Linked DNA regions of Muntiacus reevesi: region 1 is linked to region 2. Evidence: chromatin contacts called from public Hi-C data. All regions are on one chromosome and are shown on one strand. The core of a region is the stretch at or near the end of the contact, and the rest is flanking DNA. Distances in the headings are between cores, read along the strand shown.

The links. Hi-C and Micro-C count contacts between places; a contact is called where the count stands out from the background.
Region 1: a contact with region 2 is called in a Hi-C map of muscle, with 2.9 times the contacts expected there. The contact joins the promoter of KIF27 here to the promoter of UBQLN1 in region 2. A contact is called at or near these places in 2 of 3 Hi-C or Micro-C datasets (blood and muscle).

Annotation. Positions count from the first base shown.
Region 1 is chr10:9,743,771-9,747,183 of mMunRee1.1, reverse strand. It overlaps KIF27 (kinesin family member 27), which reads left to right and starts at 2,108. Exons shown (of 18, transcript XM_065946413.1): 1 at 2,108-2,245; 2 at 2,653-2,748. The coding sequence starts at 2,673.
Region 2 is chr10:9,503,198-9,506,436 of mMunRee1.1, reverse strand. UBQLN1 (ubiquilin 1) reads left to right here and starts at 1,892. Exons shown (of 10, transcript XM_065946418.1): 1 at 1,892-2,315. The coding sequence starts at 2,136.

The DNA of each region.
Region 1 (3,413 bases), core at 859-3,358, 240 kb before region 2:
AATCCGGGGCCAGAGACGAGGCTGGATCGCTCAGAGTTTTTGTGTAATAAAGTTTTATTAAAGTATAAAGGAGATAGAGAAAGCTTCTGACACAGGCATCAGAAGGGGGCAAAGGAGTACCCCCTCCTAGTCTTTAGCTGAATGTTGTATAGTCACTCACAGTCTGTTAATGAAAAGAAAGGAGTGTCATAAAATTTAGAATGGCACCAGATAATTCATCCCTGGCCATACAACGATTGACTTGAATCTTGTAGAAGGGCAGAATACCAACAAATAGTTTCATTTACATAGATTAGGGAACAATATCTGAGTAAGTAAGTTAGGCCATTTGGCTGAACCAACTTGAAGATAGAGTCTGGGGTACACTAACATAGCTTAAGACAACATTTCCATAAGAAAAAGAAATGCATTGGTTAACTCAAGGTTTGAGAGTAGTTAGCTTTAGGTGAGACCAGGTGTCATGGCAACACAGCATGTTAAGAGAAACTTCCTTTTAAATTTGTATAGAGAAGGAAAAACCTATCTCTGGTTTGTTTTTTCCTGCTGCTTAAGAGAGATAAAAATGTCTGGCACTTGCAGCCTCTTTCCTCCATTTGGAGACCCCTGGCCTTCCTGCCTGTTACCCTCTCAAGTGAGGAAGGGGTTCACCTTCCTCACAGTATGCAACCTAAAGATCTCCTTTAGCTATGTCTGTTCTCCCTGGAATTCGTTTATCAGCTAGCCTTTCCTTCCTCTCTGATTCAGCCTCTCAGCCTCTTCCTAACATCTGAGGCTTCCTCCGTCTTTCTCATTCCTTCTCAAGAACAGTCAAATATTCCTCTCTAGGTTCACATGAGCATCACCATCCTCTTCTCTGAAGCCTGAATACCTACCAAGTCATTCTCAGGAGGCTTAACTTCCACCTGGGTATAGACTAACAAAGCATCTTCTCAGCAAAATTGTGCCTCTTCATACATGGATTTCTCATTGCAGCTGCTAAGTAGTAATATTCTCCATAACACTGCAAAAACAGTATAGGCAAAAGGCAGATTTGTGGTCAGGTGAAAGTGTACAGGATGGATTTGTGATGGCAAGATGGAAAACAGGAAAATCACAGGTTCTTGCCCTAACAGATGGTGGTAGTGTAGGCTGTTCCACTCCAGGGCTCTCCCTATGCTGCCATTCAATTACTCTGCTTCAGGTTAGAGATAGAGACAGCTTCCTCCCCCAGCCATGTCCAACCAGAAGGGGGCTTTCCACTTGGTGCCATTTCCCTAGACTCTCTGGGTCACTCTTACAGCTTCTTGAGAGAGAGGGTCTTCAGAGGCCTCTTAAGACCTCATCTCTTATTGTGAGGTCTATACCTTAAAGAACTTAAAAAAAGACATTAAACAGATACCTGTATATCATGTTCACAGCAGAATTATTTACAGTATTCCTGAAGTGGAAATAAACCATGTGTCCATTAATTGATAAATGGATCCATAAAATGTAGTATGTCCTCATGATGGAATATTATTCAGCCATAAAAAGGAATTAAAGTCCTGATACTTGCTACTACAGGAGTAAACCTGGGAATTGTTTTTTAACCAAAAAAAAAAAAAAAAAAAAAAGCCACCACAAGGCCACAATACGTATGATTCTACGACTATGAAATGCCCAAATCAGGTAACTCTTTAGAAAGGTGATTAGTGGTCTCCAGTGGCTGGGGGAGAGAGGAATAGGAGTGTTGCTAACCAGTATTAGGTTTTCCTTTTGGAATGATGAAAATGTTTTGGAAGTAGAGGTGATGGTTGCACAACACTGTGAATGTCTAAAATGCCATTGAATTGTACACCTTAAAATGGTTCATTTTATGAACGTAACTTCAATAAAAATAAATAGAATTCGTAGCTAAAATACTGAAAGCAATGTGACTCTTTCTCATAATCACTTTACAAACTCGTGGAGGGTTACTTCAGCTGAGCACTGTGAGAGGGGTCCCGGGGTTTTACTTTGGAGGGAATCTGGGAGGCGGCCGGTTCTTGGCTCCTCCCTCACGGGGCGGGTCCAGAGGCGGGGCTTGGCAGACAGGGGCGGGGCCCGGGAGCCGCCGGACGCCCTGACGGGCCGGGGCACGTCAGCACGAGCTCCGCCGGTTGCCTGGAGAACCCATAACAACAAAAGGCGCGGGCGGCGGCGGTAGCGGCGGCGCGGCGGGGCGAAGTGAAGCCGAGAAGTCCTGCGCTGCGCTGGCCGCCTGAGACGGGCTTTCTCGAACCGGTCTGTGAGTGGCAGGCGGGCCGGGCCGGGCGGGAGGTCCGGGTCTGGTGCGGCGACAGCGCGTCCTCTGCGCCGGCGTCCTCGACAGGCGGTTGGAAGGCGAGGGTGCGGGCCGGGGGACTGGGACCCGCCGAGGCTTGGCTGGCGGGGTGGGCGGTTGGGGCGTCAGCAAGACGGAGGAGGGCGCCCGAGGGGCCTGAGGTCGTTGCTGGGGTCCCCCGGCGAGTGGCCGGGGAAGTTGGGTGCCCCATGAGATAGAGGGGCTTGAGGAATAGGGACGCGCGGGAACCCCGGGCCGAGCCGCACGAAGTCGGATCTTGTGTATTATCTTGTGTTCATACTTGAGCTGTGGGATCTGAAGAGGGACGGGAAAGGCCCACCCTCCGTGGTGCTTTCGTTTTGTCCCCACAGGCCTCCTTTTTCCATTGCGGATGTTGGAACTTTGCTGCATTCTAAGCTCTGCAGAAGTCGGAAAGCCCTCTCCCTTACAGCCGGAGATAATTGAGAGTAAGGGTGCCCAGATTCTTTCTTTGAAACCTTTTAAAAATAAAACCTCGCCCCCTCCCATTTGGAAAGCTTCGTTGTTTCCCCATGTTTGCTTCCTGTCTTCTTCGTCTAGTTCTTAATGCATTTGGGGCCTTTTCTGAGATCCTTATGAGACTCACTACTCATTTGCCAGAAAGTTTCTTACGAAAATATTTATTACTTACAAACTACAATTTTTAGATAATAACTACTATTGAAAAGCCAGAGGCACAAGATGACTACAGTATTTGGAGACATCTTTCTAATCAGTAACGGCATCAGTAATCAAACATTTCTCCTTCCTTTGATCAGATTTCAAAACTCCATTGCGTGTGCGTAAATACCACCAGCCAGTCATATTTTACCTTTCGTCAGATTTACTGGTGAGATAATATATATGCTTTTGATGGCTGTATTTGATCAGTATCTAAAGAAGTATAAGTACTATGAATTTTTTTAAAAAGAAAAATAAATTTTTTTATACTGATTTTTTTTTTTTTTGCTAGCTATATGTTTATGGGCCCTTATTGGTTTTTAGTGATTAGAGTAGGTGGATTTTTGTTGCCTTTGTATTCAGATTGTTTATAGATACTCCTATTTAAAAAATCAATAAAGTGAAAACATCTCAATTATACTTGTACCTTTTA
Region 2 (3,239 bases), core at 643-3,142:
CTTCACATTAATAAACAAAAGATATTAAAAAGAAAATGCCTCAAATAAACATTTAGACCTCTTGGGCCAAATTGTTTTTTTTTTTGTAAGTAGTTTTACCAGGACATAATCAGGCTCAGTCTTGTATGTATTGTCTATGGTTGCTTTGTGATATTAGGGCAGAGCTGAGTATTTGAGACAGAGAACACACGGACCACATGGCCCAACATACCTAGGATCTAGTCTCTGAAAGTTTGCCACACCTCAGTGGTTTCTTAGAGGGTAGGGTTGTTTCTAAAAAGGTCCATAATGAATTACTATACTGTATATGCGTACAGATAAATTATATTACTTCATAAATCGTGCACAGACATCAAAACTTTTTAGAAATTAATGTAACACACAGATAATCACAGAGCAATTTCATAAGTGCAGAGTTAGATATAAATGGTTTCCCACGGTGGAACTTTCTACCTTGAGGAGTAATGATTACTTCACATCTAAACATATGTAAACGGCCATTCTTTAGCAGAAAGCTCTGTGTAATTTCTTCATGTTGAAAAATGCTGCCAGAAACTTCGCTGATATGAAATGACGTCGCTATAGCAATTTACACGTTAAGAACTTCTTAGACCCAGATTTCAGAGACCCAGATTTCAGAAGCGGACTTCATGCAAGAGTACTTAAAAGAGCCAGAACAGAGCTGGATGGTTTAAGAACAGAAATACAAAGTGTATCTTTCCACACCTGAGTCACGGTGTGGTGTCTAAGTTTACATTTGCGCAATACTGGTTTATAAAGTTTATGTCCAGTGTTATACATTCCTTGCAAGTCATCTTTAAAGGCAAGTGATGAGGTCATTTCAACTTTAATACTCTCTAGGGGAAAATTAACTTCCTATTTCTTATTTACACATGTATTACACTGAAAATAATTTTTGAACGACTCCCTTTGATGTCACCTCAAGTCTGAAACAGGGCAGTAAGTTAATTTGGTAGAGTATAAAATGAACACCGCGGCTACATTATGTAGTCTCAGCCGGGAGAGCACGCCTTGGATACTATGTTGCTGCCCCAAACATCTTACGGGGCAGTACTGACAGAATTCAGCCGGGGGCTGCTAGCAGGGCTTTCAGCGCCGCTGCCAACATAGGAGGCCTGATCCCCTGACCAAACCTGGCTGACCAGGGTGGGAAGCCCTGGCCCCAGAGCACTGACCGCTCGGAACAGAGCAGGGTGGCGACAGGGGTGTCCTCCATTTTCCTTTCTTTATGATGAGGCTTTTTTTCGTCCATTAACTTATCTTTCAATTCTAGCGCACTGTGTAGTAAAAGCAAACGTTTAAAAAATTTAAAGTACGCAACATTTAAGCACATTTCAAGATCAACTACAAAAAACCCTCGCGGGCATTTGTTCCAGACCCTCCTCCCAGTGGGGTACACCGTGAAGCAAGCTCAGACTCCTAGGGGATGCACACCGTAACCGCCGGAGTGAGGTGAGAGGGTGGGGGAGAACTACCTGGCCTGCCATCGCGCAGGCGCATTTCCGGCCGCAGCGCCCAGTGGTCTAGCTCCCTTTCCAGTAATTTCGCTAGCCGTGACGTCATCCTCGTGCGCCCTTACGGTGCCTCCCAGAACCCCCAAATTTATATTTTGGTGAAAGGGGTAAGAAGAAATGAACTGACCTCTTCCACCCCACTCTGTTTTTAGTCCTTGACTCTGGACGCGCCTACGGTTTGGGCAATGGAGCGGGAGAGGGAAAGAAAAGCACCCGGAGATCCAAACGGCGCCGGCCAGGCATGACTCGGCGACGTCGCCAGCCGCGTTACCCGGCGTGCCCCGCGCGGCGCGGGCAGAGCGGCGTAGGGGGAGGGGCGGGGAGGAGGAAGCGGCGGCGGCGGCGGCGACGGCTGCTGCGGATGTCGCTGCGACTGATCGGCGTCTGAACACACGGCGGCTGCCGAGCGCCCGACCCGGGCCTGCGCCGGAGCCCACGCCAAGCTCCGCGGCTCCTCGCCCGCCAGGGAGGCCCTGAGCCAGTTGTCACTGAGGCAGCGTGCCTCACATTCTCCGCTGCCCGGCCAGGCGGGCTCTGGCGTTGCCTGGCTCCCGCTCGCTCACCCGCTCCCTCCTTTGCGCCTGAGTCACCGCCGCCGCCATGGCCGAGAATGGTGAAAGCGGCGGCCCTCCGAGTTCCCAGGACAACGCCGCCGCGGCCGAAGGTGCCGGCGCACCAGCCGCCACCGCCTCCACGGAACCCAAGATCATGAAAGTCACCGTGAAGACCCCGAAGGAGAAGGAGGAGTTCGCAGTGCCGGAGAACAGCTCCGTCCAGCAGGTGAGGGCCGCGCTAGGCTTGGGGCGGGGTGGGGATGGCGGCAGGACCTTCGCCAGCGGCAGGAGGAGACTGTTTTGCAAGGGCTTGGGAGGAAGGGGTCGTCTCTGGAGGTGCCCTCGGCCTTTCTCCTGGGTCTGATCCCAAATTAGATCACACCCAGGTTTGTGGATTTGCTCCTGGGGACACCGCAGAGGTTTGTGGCGGGGCCTCTTGGCCTGTTTGTGGGACGCGCTGATGCCGCTCTCCTCGGCGCCTTCCTCCTGCTCCGGCGTCCGCCGACCCCAGCCTCCTCCCCCAGCTCCCCGCCTCCAGCCGCCTCCCTCTGACTCCGCACAAAGGAAAGAGACCCGCCGCCAGGCTCGGGCGGGGTGGAGGCTGGGCGAGGGTTTGACTTAGCCTGGTCTGCGGTTTTGTCTCTTGAAGGGAAAAAAAAAGAGGGGGTGCTCATTGTTTTACCTGCCTGGGGGTTAAAGTAAATTTGGGGGTGAGGACCACGTGTCCATTTAGTTCTGCGTTTTGACCGCTGAAATCTTTCCCACCTTCCAATCTTTAAAGAAAAAAAATGAGCTGTGACGTAGAAATTGCTTTCAGCCAAATCTTAATAGAACTAGGCTTAAGGAGAAAGATGATGACTTTCACTGACGACTTGCTGGTTCTGTTTTTTTTTTTTAAGTGTGTTTGTCATTCTTTAGATGCCAATCGTTGGGGAGGTTTTTGTTTGATTTTAAAGGAATAGCTACGTTATTCACATGTTAGCAATTGCAGTCAGATGAAAGAGCACGAACCTGGAGTTAATGGAGGAAATTTAAAAGTAATTTACCGCTTAAAATCTATTCAGGAATACAGTTATTGCAGTTAATTAATGATCTTGAGGAATTTAACAAATCATTTTAGTTTTTGTTAAATATACGTCCCAGAATATTT